7 separate regions of the Mus musculus genome follow, and all the other regions are linked to region 1. Evidence: chromatin contacts called from public HiCAR-type, HiChIP or PLAC-seq and promoter capture Hi-C data. All regions are on one chromosome and are shown on one strand. The core of a region is the stretch at or near the end of the contact, and the rest is flanking DNA. Distances in the headings are between cores, read along the strand shown.

Region 1 (2,737 bases), core at 139-2,638:
CTAGCCCAAAGTCCACATATACTTCCGAGGACATCTTTGAAGACCTTTGATTCCTGGTAGTCTCTGGTTGCCACTTATGGAAGAGCAGAGGCTTCTGTTTGCCCTGACTCCTACTCAGCTTGAGGTGGGAGATGACCTAGTGTCAACTAGGTGATTTAGAGAGGCAGAAAGCCCCAAAGTACAATCAATCAGTATGGGAATGTTGAAGCTGTAGAGAGCCTTTGGGATTCCCTGCCGCAGTCCCCTTATTTTGCGGAAGGGGATGTAATGGAAGGATGTGTGACTCAATCGCGACCACCTGTCATGCACAAGCAACTCTCCCACCATTTCATCTGTCTGCTTCACTTTTCTTACCTGGCCCCTTTGGGTCTCACGCTCTGGGCTGACCGAAAAGCGCCTACCTCCTACAGCCAAAGCAGGCAAAAAAAAAAAAAAAAAAAAAAAAAAAAAAAAATACAGCGTCCTAAGCACCCCACATATAAGCACTAAATATTTCAAAAATCTGAATGTCTTCATTAAACCAAACCAAACCCCTGACCTTTACAGTGTGCTCAGTCTTAAGCTCCCCAGGGTTTTGTGTAGTTGTATGAAAGTGCTGGTTTTTAAGGTGAAGGACGGTGACTCTCGTGAGCCACCGTTTCCAACAGCTGGGGAGTAAAACTGCAGTCACCAGAACGGCCACCCAAGGGGGTTTTCTCACCTCCGCCCCTCCGCCAGCCAGGGCCAAGGCTCCTTCACGGTGGCTTTGAGGTGGGAGTTGGCAGGAGGCCTCCAGACGGGGTGGGCGTCGGTGACATCACCGTCCCTCAGCCTCACGCCCGGGCCTGGCGGTAGTAACGGGGACGCCTACACGCGGGGTGTGTAGCCCTGGATGGCCACGGGAAAGCTCCGGCCCTAAGACGTTTCCCAGAAGCCGCGCCGCGCCCTCTGGAGGCCGCGTGGCTCGCCCCACCGAAGCCGCCCGCCGCGGGCTGACGAGCAGCAGAGCCCTTACAAGGGGAAACGGGTCACAGAGCAGAGCGGTCACCGAGTCACAGGGCTCGGGCACGTGAGGTGGTGGCAGTTACCACCGACAACGGGGGCTGACCTATTTCCTGCGAGTGCGCGCTAGGAGGACGGGTCGCGCTCCTGGGCCTGCGTCCTCCACAGTGCCACAGGGGCTCGGAGAGTCCTTCCAAAAACAAACAAAAAGCAAAGGCGCGAAAGGCGGACCCGGCAGGGAGCACCAAGGGAGAGGCTGCCCCGTGGGTTCTCTGCGCTCGGCCTGACCGGCACAGGACAGCGTGCGCATCCTCGCCCGCTGTGCGTGCGCGTGCCCGCTCACCCGCTGCCGGGCCGGGGGGCGGGGCGCAGCGGGGCGGGGCGGGGCGCGCGAGGAGGGCGGTGGCGGTTGGAGGCCGAGGAGAAAAGGCGGCGGTCCGGGCAGGGCGGAGGCGCAGAGGATTGGGACGGGACGGGCCCCGTGCGTGGTCCGGTCCGGTGCGGGGACGCTGCGGAGCCGCCGGGCGCTAAGGCCAGAGAAGCCAGGGTTTGAGCGGCGCTTCGGCCCGCGCGGGCTGGTGAGTGTGGCGAGGCCGCGGGAGGCTGGCGCGGGGACGCGGGCGGGCGGGCGGGCAGCGGCCCGGACGGCGCGGGCCCCGGGGGCGGCGGGGCCGGTGGAGTCGGCGCAGTTCAGAGGCTTCCGTCCGGCTGGCCCCGTCCGGGTCGCGCCCGGCCGCCCGTGTGGCCTGCCCTTGAGGCTCCCGGCAAATGGCGCCCCGACCCCCGGGGACGCGGAACCGGGTGAGACCCCCACCTCCGCCCCCACCCCCACTGAGCGCAGAGGAGCCCCGGGGGACCCCGGAATGCGTGGCTCGCACCCTCTGCCTCGTAGGGACTTGAGGAGTTTGGGCGCAAACGGGTTAAAGGACGGCGAGGCATCTCCAAGTGTCTCCGCGGGATAAGCGAAGTTGGTAACTTTTCCATTCATGGAAGTGAGAGGCGCGGAGGCTTAGCTGTGGCCCTGGTTAAAGCGAGACTTAGGGATCACCCCCCCCCCCCCCAAGTTCCTGGGTTCCAGCTCGTGGAGTCCCAGATTGGAAGCAGGACAGGGAACGCACGGCGGATTCAAAGTCACTCGGGGATTACATTTTAACCTCGACGGAGGCCTGTGTTTGCCGCGTTTCTCCTGCTCCCCTCTCCCTTCTTTGAGTCCCGTGGTAAATCCCGGATAAAATAGATGCTTGGGAAGGAATTGACCTTTTCTTCCATGATTGCTTTGTTGACTGTGATCCAAGATGAAGTTATTTACGGGCATTCTGGTATCAAAGAGGGTTAACGTTTTTAAAACGAAGTCTCAAAAAGTTTCTGAGGTTCTTTTTTTTATTTGTTCCCTGCTAAATTTCAGGCAAAGTAAGTTACATTAACACGCTCTGCACGCTTTTATGTTAGTTTTCCCAAACAATCCTGTGTTGACTGACAAAGAGACAAAGGATACCATGAAGTATCCCTGTTTGATTTTTCTAAAGCATACAGTTTCGTTGAATCACTCTTCTTTATGCTTAGTCACTGTTTCTTGCTGTAGTAGTTTAGTTGAGGACAACATGTTTTGCTAACTTCTTAGATCACCAGTTTATACCCGATACTTAACATAGGGACATAAGCTTTTGTGTGTGTGTGTGTGTGATTCTAGAAATAGTAGGTGTTTTATGAATGATATAAGAAAACTGGAACTCTAATATTTCTGAATGTTTAGATT
Region 2 (2,737 bases), core at 61-2,560, 1.7 Mb after region 1:
AATAAATAAATAATAAGAGACAGGTATAGTATGGCTGGATGGCATATCCACAGGTATTGCCGTATAGTCTCTATATTTTAGGAATAAGATGTGTATTATGTTGTCTAAGTCTTGGTGTTGGTTGGTTTTATTTTTTTTTGAGACAGAGTTTCTCCTTGTAGCCCTGGCTGTCCTGAAACTAGCTCTGTAGACCAGGCTGCCCCTGAACTCAGAGATCTGCCTGCCTCTGCCTCCCAAGTGGTGGAATTAAAGGTGTGTGCCACCACCACCTGGCATGATGCTTATTATGACAAAATTTAAACAGAAGAATTAATATTGGATGGAGCGGAACTCACCTCTAATCCCAGCATTCAGGAGGCAAAGGCAGGAGGATTGCTGTGAGCTCAGGGCCAGATCCTCCCCCCACCAAGTAAACAAAAGTACCCCCAAACTCCTGTATTTTCAAATTGTCTGTCATTGTCCATTCTCTTTGGCTGTGACTGCTCTTACCCCATTCCTAAAATGGTTTTTTGAGAGTACAATCTACATCAGGCTATACATGTATCCTTAAGGGATACCATAAAAGAAGTACAATTATCTTTTCTGAGTTGTTTGTAACGTGAGAAAGTGCACAACCCCCAACGTAAGGCAGTAATCAGCAGAAAAACACAGGTGACTAGAAAGAGAGGTGTTCTTTCTATCTATCTATCTATCTATCTATCTATCTATCTATCTATCTATCTATCTATCTATCTATCTATCTATCTATCTATCTAGTCTTGAACCACATCTGACTTCAAGGAATAGCTTTTGAGTGACCTAGAGCAAACAACCCCTCAATGGGTTGAGAAACGGGAGCCTGGAGCTCGTTGTGGGAGCCATTAGTGAGACTACTGGGGCTGACACTGATCACCAAAAATACTTTTCCCAGTGCCCAAATTCTAAGAGACAAAGCTGGGACCGCGGGGGAACCATGCTGCCACGTTAGCTTCTAGGTACAAGAGTTAATTTTCCTGGTTGCTTGTAGTTGAAACCCTCTTGGATTTCCCCTTCTTAGTAGCCCAGAGCCGTGGGATAACTCTCAGAGGCCGTTTGCCATCGTCCTACAGCAGCCAGGCAAAAACAAAACAAACAAAACAAAACCCTAAAACAAACTCTTTGGACTACTTGTTCCAGAATGCAACGCTCAGACTAGAACGTGATCACCCGAGAGCCACTAAGCGGACCATCATGCAACACTCTTCGAAGTAGGCGGGCTCCGTGAGGAGACGGCCCAGTGTTTCCTAGGCAACTCCAATCCCGCGACAGACGGCACTTCCGCTTCCGCCTAGGAAAAGACTGTCTACTCCTGCGTCTCGGTGGCGTCTTTCTCCCGCGCCTGCACGAACTGAGGTTTTGCGTGGCGGCGGCGGCACCGGCAGCGGCAGCGTCTCTCACTTGAACGCCGCGAGCGGCAGCTTCTCGTCTGTGTCCTGACCTCGGAGCCTACGAGCAGAGCGGCGCGATGACGGACCGGTACACCATCCACAGCCAGCTGGAGCATCTGCAGTCCAAGTACATCGGCACGGGCCACGCCGACACCACCAAGTGGGAATGGCTGGTGAACCAGCACCGCGACTCCTACTGCTCCTACATGGGCCACTTCGACCTCCTCAACTACTTCGCCATTGCCGAGAACGAGAGCAAAGCCCGCGTGCGGTTCAACCTGATGGAGAAAATGCTGCAGCCCAGCGGGCCGCCCGCGGACAAGCCCGAGGAGAACTGAGGTGAGCGCTGCCCAGTCTTCCCCGTGTGCCGGCTGCGAGCCTCCTTGCTCCTGCATCTCGACCATTCCGTGTTGGCTGTGTCGCCTGACCTGCGTACCTGTGGAGGATTCGGAACAAGTCATGGAGAGACTGTCCGGGTCCGCTCCTTGTGAACTGTGCAGAAGGAGTGATCCCAGCATCGGCAAGCGAGGGAGAAGACTGCACGAGAGTGATGCGCATTTCGAGTCTGCTTTTCGATAGTTGATGTCTTCTTGCCTTTTTAAAAAACCATATATATATAAAGTTTAGGGTTTGCTCTATTCTTTGGTATGGATTGCTGTGTTCTTTGGGAGGTTATTAGGAGAGGGTTCTGTGGATCAAGGTTTTGTGAGAGTATAAATAGGAAATGGGGGCAGAAGCACAGGGCAAGTCCTTAAGTCGTCACACACACTTTTATGATATTATCCCACCTCAATAGTCTTCACGCGTACAGTGTGTCTGGTCCCAAAGAAACCTTGAAGCGCGGAGATTGCCCATATCCCTTTCCTACCCTTCCCTTTATGCGCTACCCCTTACCCCTTTTTCTTGATGATTACCCTTTGTGTCTTCAGAAATGATAAACTGGCAAACAAGTGGTATCACGTCCCCATCCTGCTCAGCGCCCCATTCCCCCCACCCCTCTTCCCTTTTCACCAGAGCATTTTCCAAAGGTTTGAGGGCATACATTATGCCAGCTTGAAGAGTTTACAACTTTAAAAACCATGCTTACAATGCTACTTTACTGAGATGTCATTTGAGAACAGATTTTAAGGAATCAAGAGAAATGGCCATGCAGGTGTTTTCCGGCCAGGGCAGAGGACCCAAGAGCAGCAGTGTGTTTGACTTACTGAAGGAAAACCATAAAAGCAGTATGAGTCACCAGCATACCAGTGTGGTGGTGCACACCTTAATCCCAGCACCCAAGAGGCTGGGGCATCTCTTGAGTTCAAAGAATGTGTTGGTGCACACTTGGT
Region 3 (2,737 bases), core at 159-2,658, 1.7 Mb after region 1:
CAGAACCTTGCAACTGCTGTCTAAGGCTGACCTCAGCTCAGCCAGGATATGCAGTTATTCCTGTCTCTACTGAGCTCCTAGATAGGGAAGTCTATTTCTTAGAGCCTTTATCCAGCCTCAGGGAGACTCAGCATCTTAATGTCTGGCTCCAGCAACCATCTACTTTCTTCAAAAGCTTCTATATGTTTTTTTTTAAGGCACTAATTTGGTAAAAATAAACTTTCTGAAATATTTTAAATTTCAGAGTAACTTACAATCACTTCATTAAATGTCCAGTTTCTACCAACTAGTGAAAACAACAGCCAAATGGTTATTGGATAAAGAAATTAATTTTCTCTTCAGCTTCTGTGGGAAAGCACATGATTTTAAGGGTTTATCTCAGATCAGCCTAGTGACCCTAGCTGGCATGTTGTCCCATCAGGCGCTCTAGGAAACTGAAAACTTGAATAGTTACTTCCTAGGCCGCCTGCCCCAGTTTGACAGTACCAGACTGAATCTTCGGTCTTATTCAAAGTACAGGAATCCAACCTCACTTTTCAAAAGCGTATTAACAAAGCCTTGCAATTGTAGTAGACTTGTGACTCATTTGTGGATACCCGTGTAGAAACAACAGCTCCTCCCTCTGCTGAGAAATGGCTCTAATAAGTGTGAGAGTCACAGGAAGTAAAACGCAGGTCTCAGCTGATGTTCGCGGAGCCAAAGAAGCCAACAGAATTCCGTGGTGTGGTTCTCTAAGCAAAGCCATCAGATCGGTTTCCTAAAACAAACTACCCCAAATCCTCCGTGGGAGCTGTTTCAACGCGGTATCAGTGTTCCTGTATTTCCTGGCTCCTGAGTCATACTGTCAAGTTCAAGTGGAGAAGTGTCCATTCTGATGTGTTAGAGAAAGTGGCGACCGAACTGAATAAAACACCTCCATTAAATAAAAACAACAAAAATTCAAAACAGAAGTTGCCTCAGGAAGCTTCAGAGTCAGTCTACATTTCTGAAGCACTTCTGATAACGCATTATATTCTTAAACATAAAAAAAAAAAAAAAAAAAAAAAAAAAAAAAAAAAAAAAAAAAAAGCTCTCGGCTCTAGGTGAGAAACCCAAAGCCTCGTCCTGAAGGTACCTAGAGGCACAGAGGGAACCACACCCCAAACCCACCTGCAGCTGCGCAGCATCCCTGCCAGCGCGGTCCACCACTCCAGCCAACCCCGAACCTGGGTCCCCGATGTCGAAAGAGTTAGAGAGCTAAGCAGACTCGCGGGACAAAACGAACCGTGATCCTGCGGGGCGCTGATCCAGCGTCCGGACGCCGGGAGGACACCGCGGCGTGTCCCCGCGGCTCTGCCCCCTCCGCTTCTTGCTGGCCCGGGCTGCGCTTCTCAGCCGGGGTCCGAGCCCTGAGCCGCAGGGCCGCGTCTGGTGCTGCTGGCTCCGCCCCTGCCGCGCTGAGGCTGCACAGCTGGGGACCAGGGCCCCGCCCCGGGGACGCCCTCGGCTAGGCGCGCAGCTTCCCGTCCCGACTGGGGTCGCCACGCTGCGGGTTGCTGGGAACCTAAGCACGAGCCTTCTTCCCCTCCTGTGCACCCCGAGATGCTGCGGGCGACGGTGTGGACCACCCGGGAACTTGCTCTTTCTTCTTCCTTGCTCTGGGATGGAGAGATGGGCGGGGCGGGATCCATCGGACTTTCCGCGGGAAAACCCCTCAGCGCGGATGACTTTTGCAGTCCAGAGTAGTTCCGAAACTAGGGCACTAGAAACCGTTTCTGAGCGTGGGTGTGGCTGCGCCAGCGGGGACCCGCACGACTGCCTAACCCGAGGTTGTGGACCACGTAGACACTGAGCCCCGCCTTCCACTAGCCCCTTCCTGCCTGCTGTCAGTGGGACACCCACAGGAGTATTGCCACGACCTTGTCCTCGTTGCCTGGCACCCTACTGGGGGCTCAGAAACAGAAAAGGGGCATTCTGGCTAGGGGGTGGGAAACCGCTGGACAAACAAGGTAGAAGGCTAGCCATCAAGAAACAAAGAAAGTATGAGAGGAGGGGCTGGAGAGATGGCTCAGTGGTTAAGAGCGCTGACTGCTCTTCTAAAGGTCCTGAGTTCAAATCCCAGCAACCACATGGTGGCTCACAGTGGCTCACAACATCCATAATGAAATCTGACGCCCTTCTCTGGTGTATCTGAAAGACACAGCTACAGTGTACTTACATATAATAATAAATAATATTTAATAAATCTTAAAAAAAGAACACAGGAAGAAAGAAAGATGATATGCATTGATAGGAAGCCACCGCCAGAAGAATTTGAGGAACAAGGTGTTACGGTAACCCAAAGTTATCCATCTAATGTGAAATGACCGATGAATCGATCTACTAATGTAAGGCCAGGTAAGGCCAGAAAGACAAATCTCCGGGGCAGAGCAACTTCAGGCAACTTAAGCAGAAACTCCACTTTCATGGAAAAGAAGCTTGTCTCTGCACTCTAAGTGTGGGCCAGCCTGCTCCTCACCTCAACAGAGGACTGTATGGAAAGGAGACGGAAAGTAGTTTTTACCACACACAGAGCAGCCACACAGTTCACCCAATACACAAGGTCAGATACTTAAAGCCAGGTAAAGGTAACACTTTATCCTTGGGGCCTTTCTCCTCCATGCCCCAGCCTTCTGTTTTGTTTTGCTTTTCATTTGTTTTGTTTTGTTTTTTTGAGTCAGGGTTTCTCTGTGTAGTCCTGGCTGTCCTGGAACTCACT
Region 4 (2,737 bases), core at 153-2,652, 1.6 Mb after region 1:
ACACGTGAAAATAAATGATCAATGGTAATAACCAACGTTTCCGAGGTTTTATGATTGTAGAGAGGGGTTTATTTAATCAGTGTCTCAACTTATTCAAAAGGCTGGGGAGTTCCTTGAGCCACGCCTACAAAATGTGTTTAAGATCTTGGACTGCTTTGATAAAAAACACTTTTGGAGAGAATAGGGTGGCACACGCCTTTAATCCCAGCACTTGGGAGGTAGAGGCAGGAGGATTTCTGAGAGTTCGAGGCCAGCCTGGCCTACAAAGTGAGTTCCAGGACAGCCAGGGCTACACGGAGAAACCCTGTCTCGAGAAACCAAAAACCAAACCAAACCAAACCAAACCAAAACAAAAAAACCCAAAGAAAATAGGAGAAGATAAAAATCGAAAATATTTCAAATTCTGGGTCTTCATGGTCAAATGGTACATTTTTGAAAGACTGCATGTGAACACGTTAAACTTTGAGGGGGGGGGAAATGAAAAGAAAGGAAAGAAAGAAAACAAAGGGAAAGGAAGAAAAAAGAAGGGGGTGGGGAGCGGACAGAGGAAAGGCAAAAGCGGACTTGTTTTTTTTTTTTTTTTTTTTTTCTTTTTTCTTCTGTGCAAAAGTACTTTTGCAAAAAGTTAGCCAATACCAGACCTCTCCGGGGAGCCTCTTCCCGCCTGGCTCAGGTCGGTTCCTGGAGACACGGTCGCTTCACTGCGGGAAATTGGGCTGCCTTGTAGCAGCGCCCTATTAAGGATTAAAGAACATTTCTTTCAACTGAAATAAGACTTCTAAATTTCCAAAAGCTCTGGACCTAAAAACAACTGACAGACCGCGGCAAGGAACAAAACAGCAACTTTACCAGGAGTGGGGTTCGAACCCACGCAGACATATGTCCATTGGATCTTAAGTCCAACGCCTTAACCACTCGGCCATCCTGGTGCAGGCGTGCTCTCTTCTCTTTGCTGTTCCTACAAAGCTCACAATACCGTCCTCATTTTCCCCAGTTACTCGAGGATGCTTCTGCGCAGGCTGCGCGGCGCTTTCCCGACCCGGCTACAGAGACTCGGAGACTGCCGCCGGGGTTTCGCGCCGCCGCCGCCGCCGCCGCTCACTGTCGCCCCGAGATCTCGGCGGCAGCGAAGGAACTGCAGGAGCAGAGAGCGGGACAGAGCTCTGGGCCGGCGGGCGCCGGCTCTCCTTGCTCACTGTAGGTGCGCGGGCGCGACAAACAAACTCCACAGCTAACTTCTGGGCTCCGGAGCGGAGGTGGGAGGGGTCCCTCGGGCGGTGTAGGCACGGGTCCGCAGGGCAACCATCAGTGTGTTTCTTCTAAATCGAATAGGTTCCCGGGGCCCGGCACCTGTGCGCGCGCGGCTTTCCTTCCTCGCCAGTGTTACCACATGCCGGAAGGAGGTTCCGGAGAAAGAGGAGGTTCCGGAGAAAGCTGTGTGGTCAGGGCAGTGTGGCCCAATCCCCCACCCCCTCCCTGGTTGTGTAGACACTGTCCCCTTTGCTCTGCTTCAAATGCAGGGTCAAGACCTCCTGGATTCCTGCCACCCCTACAGCTCCCCTAGAGGGCAAACTCTTGTTTTAACTTGTCTCCTGTTTTAGCTCCCCTTTTGTTGTTGGGACAAAACACCCACAACAAAAAGCAATTTAGGGTACAGCGGTTTATTTGCATTACTTCGGCTGTTCCTCAAAACCTTGGCTCTACCCCAGGGTTCAGGCTAGGTGTTTCTGCAGCTGCAGGCAGGGAGCTGGTGGCTGAGCCTTGCTCTGGCTGTCCCACCTTGTCCCTCTCCCCTAACCCACCCCCATGTTTGGTTTATACAGGTCTGGTGGCTTCAGTCTTTGACTGTAAACCTAGGATGCACTGTTTCACAAAGTGCCCCACTGTTTCAGACCTCCCAGTGGCTCCCTCAAACATTTTCTCAGTTTCACTGTAATGATCCAACTGCTCTACCATCTCTCACAGCTCTGTGACCCCCAGGGAACACCCAGCTTTTGGTTCTCTTGAGTCCTGGTTAAGTCTGACCGGACTCCTTACGAAGGAACTCTACTCTAGCATCCAGACAGCTCCTGTCTATCTCCCAATGGCGGGAACTCCACTGACCTTTGCCTGACCATGTTCCTCAATAGTACCTTTAGGGCATCCAGGGTAAGCACTCAGAGAAGTACACCAGAGAGCCTAGGTCCTCAGGCCTTGTTCTCTGTGCGGACACTGTGCTAGAGTCTGGAGGCAGCCTGTGGAATGTAACATGGGGTCAGTAACATGGGGTGATTACCTCACCAGGTGATCAGAGAGAGGCCTGAAGCTGCACGCAATGGGTGTTAAATGCAAATGAGAACATGAGAACATGTGCACTCTATAACCCAAGCATTGCTCTAAGCTCCCTACACACAGTTTTGTCTAGCTTGATTTTTTTTTTTTTTTTTTTTTGAGATAGGGTCTCACTATGTAGCTCTGGCTGTCCTGGAACTCTCTATATAGACCAGGCTGTCCTTAAACTCACAGAGACCTGTCTGTCTCTGCCTCCTAAATGTCAGGGTTAAAGGCTTAGAGTGAGTACCACTCTTCAGGGGCTCGGTTAATTTTCTTAATAACTGTAATGTAGGCGTTCCTATCCTCATTTTGAATGAGGCCATAGAGATCTCTTGCAGACTTGCTCAACTAAAGGAAGCCCCCTGCCTGCACTGCTGCTGTTGCCCGGGGCTGCAGAACTTCTCCACCAACCCAGCTTTGCACC
Region 5 (2,737 bases), core at 92-2,591, 1.6 Mb after region 1:
ATCTGGAGGGGCTCTGGACCTGACAGATTCCTTCTGGGACAAACCTCCAAAGGTTGGTTGTTAATGGAAAAATATCCTGGAGGTATGCATAAAGTATGGAGTTGTGCCTTCAGGCAGATTTAAACAATACTCTAGCCCCTGCCTGCCTCCCAACATTACCCCAACCCTGAGAGGAACGGCACTACCTTCATCAGGACTTAAGTCTGAAAAGCCTATCCTGCCTCTGGCCTTCATGTCTTCCAATGCTACCCACTGCCCTGCTTCAATGAACAGAGAATCTTCCTTATTTTGAAGATTTATTTTCATTGCTTTTACATATTTGTATGTATCTTAGTTAACTTTCTATTGCTATGACAAAATGCCATGACCAAGGCAACTTATAAAAGAAAGTGGTTAACTTGGAGTTCACTGTTCTAGAGGGTTTGACTGTAACTATCATGGTAGGGAACACAGTCCTGGGGCAAGAACTGAGAGCTTACATTTGATCCAAAAGCATGAGGCAGAGAGAGCTAACTGGGAATGGCTTTTGAAAACTCAAAGCCTGGCCCTTAGTAACATACCTCTTCCAACAAGGTGACACTTAACCCTCCCTAAACAGTTCCAACAACTGGGGACCAAGCATTCAAAGTTAAGAACCTAGGACGGCCATTCTTATTCAAGCACTCAAGCTGGAGCTCAGGCTGCAGGCACACAAACACTAGGAACTGAACTCAGATCCTCTGGAAGTGCAGCAAGCACTCTTACCTACTGGGCCAGCTTCCAAGCCAAGGGCTAACAGTGGTTTGAAGTAATGAGAATTCTTGAACAATATCTAGGCCATACACTGCCTCCCCTGCCCTTCTCTGCTTGATCTCAGTAGCTACAGCATAGCCTCAGTCATGGGAGGCCCTGAAAACTTCAGACAAGGAGACTTTTAAACGTTGGTTATTCTGGGACATTCCAGCCTGAAGCCAAAACTTATCACCCACCCAAGAAAGGAACTCAAATGTCCCACAGCAGGGGCTTAAAAACCTCTATAATTAGAGAGAGAGAGAGAGAGAGAGAGAGAGAGAGAGAGAGAGAGAGAGAGAGATGGAAAAAGCATACATAAACTCTGAAGGATAATCTGTCCATTCAGGAAAATTTCAAGCGTGCTCGTGGAAACATCTTTAGGATACAGACAGCAGATGAAAGGGCACAGTGGGAGTAAGCCTAAAGATTTTTAATGAATCAGGACTCGCGGGCATCAGAGTTAGCCTTAGAAGGCTTGTGGGTGTGGCTTCAGTAAGCACCGGACCGCAGGCGCACACACCCCACGTTTCCTGAGTCAGACTTTCCAGTGAGTGGGTTGAAATGACATCTTGGGTTTCACTTGGTGGCTTGGGAGTTCGCTGTAACATAACAGCTACCTCTCAGTGCTGTTTGTACACCTTATCAAGTGCCCCACAAGAGAATTTTCTAGAACGTGCAGAGGATGCTTCACTCAGTCTACGAGTTCTCGGGACTATCTTTGAAAAGCAACTAACTACCTCAAACGGAATGCTTGGTTTTTGGAAACTTGAAGCCGTTTAATTGACTGAGAGAGAACACTTGTAATGGTTGGTAATTTTAAGTCTCTGATATTCTTGCATATTCACCCCACCACCACCTTTGCCATTTTTGCCTGGGCAGGAAAAAGCCCAGGGCTAAGTGCCTTAATTTACCCCTTGGGCGCCATTCTCCATGGGTGTGAGTTATGAAAGGGTTAAAAGGCAGTGGTGGCACCCATGCCCCAACTGTGGGCCTCGCATATGTGTGAATAGATGTTGTAGCTGTACATAGGCATGGTGTAATGCCTTAAAAATTGACTGGGAGGATCAGACAGATGGTTTAGCCGGTAAAGGTGCTTGCCACCAAGCCTAACGACCAGAGTTCGATCCCCATGACCCACAGAGAGAAAAAGATCCCACCCTCATTCTCAACACGAGATTGTCTTCGCACCTATACCCTTGTGCCATAGCACACTTACCTCCTGAACAAAGAAGTAACCGCGATTTTAAAATTAAAAAACAATGTCTGTCAGGCATGGCGGTGCCTGCCTTAATCCTAGTGGTCAGCAGGTAGAAGCAGAGAGAACCCTGTGAGTTTCAAGGGCAGCCTAGTTTACATAGCAAGTTCTAGGATAGCCAAAGCTACAGAGATCTGGTTTCTGTCAGCAGCAGCATCAACAATAGCAACAATTTAAGAAGATAGTTTTCCTTTTAACTCAGTTGCAGTCCTTCTGGGACTTTTTTTTTTTTTTTAAAGATTTATTTATTTATTATTATATGTAAGTACATTCAGACACTCCAGAAGAGGGCATCAGATCTCATTATGGATGGTTGTGAGCCACCATGTGGTTGCTGGGATTTGATCTTAACTGCTGAGCCATCTCACCAGCCCCTTCTGGGACTTTCTTATAAAATAAGTCCATTTGATGCTGTTATATCTTCAGCTACTTTTTTCCCTCTTGAGATAGGGTTTCACGTAGCCCAGGCTAGTCTCAAATTTCCCATGTAGCCAAGGATGCCTGGTTTCCACACCTGGAATGCTGGACTTGCTGTGGGCACCATCATAGTTAGTTAACGAGTTGGGAATCAAACCCAGGGCCTGATATATACTTAGTAGAGCATTCCATTTAGTAAGCTAAGCACCAGTTCCCAGGGGGAAATTGGAGAAGCTGTGGGGTTTTTTTCCTTTAGAGTTAAGAATACATTTATTAATATTGACCTCACACATG
Region 6 (2,737 bases), core at 141-2,640, 1.4 Mb before region 1:
TTCTAACTGCTGGCTTCATGTCTATCTACAGTTAAACCTCCAGGAAGAGGACACAGCAGCCCTCAAAGCCAGAACGGCAGTCTCTCCCAGCAGGCTTTGCTCTGCACAGCACAGTGTCTCCGCACTCACACAGGCGTGAGTACTTTAGAATGACACCCTCTCTAAGCAGACAGTAATGAATATGGCTCTTATCTACCATCTGCCTCACTCACTACTGCTGTCCATATGGCCAAGCATTAATCCAGGATTTCTCAATTCTGATTCTGAATCACAAGCAGCCATGAGATTAAAAGAAATAAATAACAACAACAACAAAACAAAATCCCTTCAGATGTCATGCTCCATGCCAGACTTGGGAAATCAGAATCTCAAGAGAAGAAAAGCAAGTGGGTGCTTGGACCCAGTGTTGTTGTTTCTGTGTAAATGATGCTAATATAGACCACTGTTTTTAAATGATTTATAAGAGACATCAATTTCTAAATATTATCTTCCAGCAATTATGGATTACTCAACCACCTCCCCATAGTTACTATTTCTAAGACCTACAGTTATTGTTTACTCCTGTGTGACTTCTTCTAACTGTCTAGCAGAAATATGCTCTTAACAATGGTATGAGAAACTGGGCATGGTGGTACAAGCCTTTAGTCCCAGGCCCCAGGAGAGAGAAGAGGCAGGCAGGTCTCTGTGAGTTTCAGGGCAGCTAGGGCTATTACACAAATCAAAAGGAAAGGAAAGGAAGGCCGTGGTGTAAGGACTCTTTATCAAAGAACGGAACATGCCTCATTTCATTTCCTATACGAATGCTTTCCAGGGGAAAGTCTCTGCCAAGTGACAATTTATACTTTCACACTCTTAACCTATACTTAGAGTTTCATTTACTTAGCAAATGTCAGTTTTAAACCCTCTTTTTTAAGGTTACTTTCCCCCCATCACCACCTATTAATCATTATTATAGAATCACCGTTTCTGGTCTAGTACATAAGGGTCCTTGAGAGCCATCACTGTTAACAAGAAGCAAAAAGCTGAACCAACTAGAACAGTAAATCACTCTTAGATCTGTTAGAGAAGTGAGCTCACAAGACAAACTACTGTAACTTGAACAGGCTGGTGACTAGAGAGAAGCAGGGTGCTGGGGATGCCATGGAGTGAAGAAATGGCCACTGTCATTGATATGCTACTGAAGGACTACAGTGGATGAATTTGAAACCCAAGACACCAGACAGTTCAGTCAAGGAGGAGAGGAGAAGGACTCCACACTTCTGTGAATTTTACAGCTCAAAGCTGAAGTTCTCACAGTAAACATAACAAAAAGAATTCCCTTCTGCTCTCCACACACAGCGGAGTCGAGGAAACCACATCTATGTCACAGCAGTGGGTTCTCAAGTTGCCTTTCTAAGACCTATGTGCGCTACGTGAGTCAGCAAACACACACAAGGAAAATGCCAATTTCAGTGAAGCCTTTGAAGCAAAGAAAGGGGAACAGTAAACTGTGGTATAGAAGTGCTGAGCCACAGGGTTGTGGGAAGGGAGGAGGGACAGAGGAGGACAGGCTCGTTCAAGATTAAGACCCAATTGAAAAACTGCAGATACCTACCTTTCCCAATTCCTGGAACAGCCCATTAATAAGATGTCTCCTCAATGACTTCTTTTACTCAGTATAGCATACTCAGCTAGCAAGAATAATCACAAGACAGCCTGAAAGGCCAAACACAGTCTCAGACAGAGCAAACATGAAAACTCAAAAACATGACGTGTGTCGGAATTAAACCAGTCATTTAAGACTACCATCACCAAAATGAGAGCAGTGAAGATGTATAAAGCTTTGTCTAAGGTCAGATAGCAGACATCCTATGATGGAATCAAATGAGGACAAGAACTTATATTGCAAGAGTTAAGAAGTGTAGCTGTTAAATGAGGAGGATGTCAGCAACTTCACCTATGATCTAAATGGTGGACCAGATACCAACAAGGACACGAACCCTCAATATAAGCAGTATCATACAAACCTTCCAAAACTGTCAAACAAAGAGAAAAAGATAAATCCCTACCTGCCCCACTCCCAAAAAACAATCAAAATGTTACAGAACAAAATTTCAACAAAGTGTGTAAACTACAGAATAAATACTTTGTGTAATGGAACAGTCAAATGAAAAGAGAAAAATTTGAGAATTCCCCTAATTAATGTCAGATGATAAACTACAGATCCAAGAAGCTCAGAAAATACAAAGGAGAATAAAACACAAACTAAAAGAACATCCTTTATCTTGAGCAGGACATGGTAGCATCAAGCTACAATCCCACAATTCTGGACTATACAGGAAAACCTTGTACAGACATAAAACTAATAAAATCTTACCAAAGCACTCTTACATCTGTATGTTCAAATTACAGAAAATTGATGGTGAACACAAAATAATTTTATTTATAATGAGGATAAAAACTGTAGTTCACTTCTCAGAAACAAACAAAGGAGAACGAATACTAAAATAGTCACAGTGGATGGGAGGGGAGGCCTTCTACAAACCACTAAACATTGTATAAGGAAGAGTTATGAAGACTTGGTCATTTAACACTCATGTGTCTTGAAAGAAAAGTTTTAGAGGTTATTTTAAAGAGAAATAAAGAATTAAGTAGGCCAAAAGTTCAAATTTGCACAAAGGAAAAACAACAGGGAAAAAAACAGAGTAAAATAAAAAATTAATATATCTTATTCTACATGGATCAAATAGATAATAAC
Region 7 (2,737 bases), core at 97-2,596, 1.4 Mb before region 1:
GAAACTAATAGAAGGATTTAGTTAAAGAACCAGCATTTGCAATTCTAACGATGAAAATGGGTGCGAAAAATAATCTTGTAATTTTGTATTACGTCCGGAATAATTTTAGGACATAAGAACCGAATTGTACGTAGGCTTTTAAATCACCGCTGTAGGAAGGACCTAATGGCTATCTAGGAAGCAGGCGATTCTGGATAGGGAGGCTCATATGCCTTTCTCACCTAGCAGCTGGGAATTAATCCGCTGCATCATTCTTTCTGAATTACATACAAGACCTTGTGGCAATCATCGTGCCAATTCACTGACAAAACCCTCCGCGCTAAGTTTTTAACCAAACAGGCTAAAAAGAATCCTGTGACTTCAGGTGGTGAGCCGCTCGCACGCATTCTAAGGAAAAAGTGATGCGAAAAAAAATAATAATAAAAAATAAAAAACCTGGTTGAACAGGTTTGCCTTGCCCACAGACGACGTTCATCACACACTGCTGGAAAATTTCGACGTCAGTGGAAGATAATAAAATATGCGCGAATATAAAAAGTATTTCTAGGCCACTGTTACTAGCATCTAGATGGGGATTAAAGGCAAGGGTTGGGTTGCCTTGAAATGATTGCTTTTTATGAAAGGGAAAAAGACACCGACTTATAAGAAGTAGGGGATCTCTGTCCAAATCCCCCAGCAAGGCACGTCTGTCAAGGGTGGGGGGCGCCTTCTTGGAGCGCTGAGCTCCATTGGCGCGCTCTGCCCTCGCGCTCCCAGGTGCTGCCCAGCGGCCCCCTCAAACGACCCCAATCTTCCCACGACAGCTTGGCCGGGCTGCGCGCTCCCCGCTCCCTTCACCTTGCAGAGTTGGAAGTGTTCGGACTGGAGCGTCTCCTGGATCTCCGGCTCCCGGTTCCCAGGCGGGTGCTGCTGCTGTTGCTGCTGTTGCGAGGCCGAGGACGAGCCTGCGGTCAGGCCGTCCAGCACCTTCCTGATGTTGAATTTCCTCATGGTCTCGCCCAAGGGTCTCCCCGCTGCGAGGCCCAGGTAGGGGAGGAGGCACCGGCTGCGAAGGAGTCCGAGCCGCTGAAGCCGAGCGGCGGCTTCGACCGCGGGGAGCGAAGGAGCAGCGGGGAGCAGAAGATAATCCCAACAGGAAGGGCTGCGACGACGGGCGGGCGGGCGCGCGGCGGCGAGCCTTCTTCCTCCGAGGCCGCCGCGGCTGCAGTGGCGCCGGACGCCGCCTCCTCACCTGGTCGCGGCCGGGCTCCCGCCGTCCCGCGCCGCTGCCGCCGCATCCATGGCCCGCAGCCCGGCAGTCCCCCGGCAGGTCCCGGGCTCGGCCTCCGTTCAGCGCAGCCGCCCGGCCCGCATGGCCCGGGCACCCGGGGCCGGTCTCCGCGCCGCCTGTCGCTCTCTCCCCGGATGCTCGCTGTCGCCTCCCGTGAGCCTCGGACCCTGGCCCTCAACGCTCGGTAGAGCAGGCGGCGAGCCGCGGTTCCAGCGCCGGCCGCGGCGGTGGCGGCAGCTGGGCCTCCGCGGAGCGAGCTGCCCGGTGCGCATGCGCGCCGCCGCCCCCGCCCCCGGCCGGCGGCTTAAATCATCCTCCGCCGAGGACCAGGGGCAGCAGCTGGCGGACCCGCGGGCTCAGTGGCCCGCGCCTCCAGCCCTGTCACTCACAGCTCCCGCAGTGTGGTTTCGGGTTTGCTTGTATCTGGGCTCGCAATGGAACATCCAGGCAACGATTAAGTCAGTGGCAAGATGACAACTAAGAGACACCCAAAGGGAGAGAAGCCCAGCCTCCTTCATGAAGGTGTTGCTGGAGGTAAAACGAGGCTGGCGGGTGGAGGAAAGACTGGGGTCGGCCCCCTAAGGGGAAGAACTCCAGCGATCTCACCTTGGTCACCCATCATCCTGAATCCATTTGGCAGGCAGGGTGGGTGGCAGACAGCACTCCCCGCCACTCCTTGTTACAAAGTCCCGTCTACCTGCCAGTTTAATTAACCAATCGACAGCCCCCTGGAGTCTCTCTGAGATCATCCGGCGGGAGAAGGAGGTGAAGTTTTTTCTCAGATCTGACCGCCAATGTTCCTGCATGTCTCCCAGAGTGCTAAGAGACAGATGAGTGGTTCAAGTTTCCATCAGTGGAGAGAAATTGGTGCTGAGGGCGGAGAGAGCAATCCTTCTGGCCAGTGCATTCTATAAGCAAAGGTGATAGGGCTGGATAATCAGAAGGGGGGAATCCTTGGAAGACCTTCTATAGCCGGGGGCGGGGGGGGGGGTTGTACAGCAAGAAGCCAATCTTAGGTTTAGAAAGACCCCGCCCCTACCGGGGCGCGAGGGTGGGGTGGGAACAGCAATGCTACTAGGATTTGTTAGTTCCGCACCAAAATCAGAAGCACCTCCCTTTGCTTCGTTATTGGCTACATTCTCTCGTTCAGGACAGTCTCCTCACAGTATTGGCCTATGGGCAGACGGAGCTAGCCTTCAAGAATAGTAAACAAACCAATTAGGCTTGGCGCACAGGGCATTTCGGGAAGTGTAGTTCTCTAAAAGTTCTGTCCACCAAGAAGAAGCCTTTCAGTTGGAACTTTTTAAAACTTTGCTCTACGGTTTAAAACTTGTTGAAGTAGGAAGTTAATTCACGAAAGGGGGATGACGTAATAAACTAAACTTAAAGTCTTTCCTAAACTATTTGTAAGTTCCTAAACTATTTGCCTCTAAGCCTTTGGTTTATTTAATTCCCTGAAATACATTT

Evidence for each region. Promoter capture Hi-C pulls out the DNA fragments that hold promoters and counts their contacts. HiCAR-type assays count read pairs that join an accessible place to other places. HiChIP or PLAC-seq counts read pairs in DNA pulled down with a chosen protein or histone mark.
Region 2: a promoter capture Hi-C map of pre-B cells shows a contact between it and region 1, with 13 times the contacts expected there. The contact joins the promoter of Sf3b5 here to the promoter of Fbxo30 in region 1. A contact is called at or near these places in 4 of 39 promoter capture datasets (cranial neural crest, hippocampal neurons, liver and 1 more), 1 of 484 Hi-C or Micro-C datasets (CD4 T cells) and 2 of 115 datasets of contacts at active chromatin or transcription factors (astrocytes and large pre-B cells).
Region 3: a contact with region 1 is called in a promoter capture Hi-C map of pre-B cells. The contact joins the promoter of Stx11 here to the promoter of Fbxo30 in region 1. A contact is called at or near these places in 7 of 39 promoter capture datasets (the C10 cell line, the HPC-7 cell line, cranial neural crest and 4 more) and 3 of 115 datasets of contacts at active chromatin or transcription factors (astrocytes, large pre-B cells and stem cell-derived neural progenitor cells).
Region 4: a HiCAR-type map of astrocytes shows a contact between it and region 1, with 6 times the contacts expected there. The contact joins the promoter of B230208H11Rik here to the promoter of Fbxo30 in region 1. A contact is called at or near these places in 13 of 39 promoter capture datasets (the 3T3-L1 cell line, 3T3-L1-derived adipocytes, the C10 cell line and 10 more), 2 of 484 Hi-C or Micro-C datasets (both in embryonic stem cells) and 5 of 115 datasets of contacts at active chromatin or transcription factors (astrocytes, embryonic forebrain, embryonic stem cells and 2 more).
Region 5: a contact with region 1 is called in a FOXA1 HiChIP or PLAC-seq map of pancreatic cancer cells. The contact joins the enhancer-like site here to the promoter of Fbxo30 in region 1. A contact is called at or near these places in 4 of 39 promoter capture datasets (cranial neural crest, hippocampal neurons, maxillary cranial neural crest and 1 more) and 1 of 115 datasets of contacts at active chromatin or transcription factors (pancreatic cancer cells).
Region 6: a promoter capture Hi-C map of hematopoietic stem and progenitor cells shows a contact between it and region 1, with 4 times the contacts expected there. The contact joins the enhancer-like site here to the promoter of Fbxo30 in region 1. A contact is called at or near these places in 10 of 39 promoter capture datasets (the 3T3-L1 cell line, the C10 cell line, the HPC-7 cell line and 6 more), 2 of 115 datasets of contacts at active chromatin or transcription factors (acute myeloid leukemia and stem cell-derived neural progenitor cells) and 1 of 9 other capture datasets (adipose tissue).
Region 7: an H3K27ac HiChIP or PLAC-seq map of trophoblast stem cells shows a contact between it and region 1, with 7 times the contacts expected there. The contact joins the promoter of Stxbp5 here to the promoter of Fbxo30 in region 1. A contact is called at or near these places in 4 of 39 promoter capture datasets (the C10 cell line, liver and pre-B cells), 1 of 484 Hi-C or Micro-C datasets (adipose-derived mesenchymal stem cells), 5 of 115 datasets of contacts at active chromatin or transcription factors (acute myeloid leukemia, astrocytes, pro-B cells and 2 more) and 1 of 9 other capture datasets (liver).

The regions. Positions count from the first base shown.
Region 1 is chr10:11,279,942-11,282,678 of GRCm38.p6, forward strand. Fbxo30 (F-box protein 30) reads left to right here and starts at 1,389. Exons shown (of 3, transcript NM_027968.3): 1 at 1,389-1,559.
Region 2 is chr10:13,007,140-13,009,876 of GRCm38.p6, forward strand. Sf3b5 (splicing factor 3b, subunit 5) reads left to right here and starts at 1,311. Exons shown (of 1, transcript NM_175102.4): 1 at 1,311-2,044. The coding sequence starts at 1,484. The coding sequence ends at 1,744.
Region 3 is chr10:12,962,851-12,965,587 of GRCm38.p6, forward strand. Stx11 (syntaxin 11) reads right to left here and starts at 1,409. Exons shown (of 3, transcript NM_029075.1): 1 at 1,150-1,409.
Region 4 is chr10:12,921,725-12,924,461 of GRCm38.p6, forward strand. B230208H11Rik (RIKEN cDNA B230208H11 gene) reads right to left here and starts at 1,403. Exons shown (of 3, transcript NR_038028.1): 1 at 850-1,403. It overlaps n-TLtaa3 (a tRNA gene), which reads right to left and starts at 929; the gene lies at 847-929.
Region 5 is chr10:12,887,245-12,889,981 of GRCm38.p6, forward strand. No RefSeq gene overlaps it. Among named protein-coding and RNA genes, the nearest start is that of Utrn, 27 kb to the left of the region's middle. Within about 2 kb of position 1,342, at least 58 of the 459 cell types and tissues checked have an H3K27ac peak or open chromatin away from gene starts, as enhancers often do. A contact at or near this core is called in pancreatic cancer cells, where this site is marked.
Region 6 is chr10:9,879,126-9,881,862 of GRCm38.p6, forward strand. All of the region lies in intron 2 of Stxbp5 (syntaxin binding protein 5 (tomosyn)), which reads right to left. Among named protein-coding and RNA genes, the nearest start is that of Stxbp5, 21 kb to the right of the region's middle. Within about 2 kb of position 1,391, at least 122 of the 459 cell types and tissues checked have an H3K27ac peak or open chromatin away from gene starts, as enhancers often do. A contact at or near this core is called in the HPC-7 cell line, acute myeloid leukemia and hematopoietic stem and progenitor cells, where this site is marked.
Region 7 is chr10:9,899,694-9,902,430 of GRCm38.p6, forward strand. It overlaps Stxbp5 (syntaxin binding protein 5 (tomosyn)), which reads right to left and starts at 1,347. Exons shown (of 26, transcript NM_001081344.2): 1 at 838-1,347. The coding sequence starts at 990. It overlaps Gm46210 (a long non-coding RNA gene), which reads left to right and starts at 1,620. Exons shown (of 3, transcript XR_001779713.1): 1 at 1,620-1,804.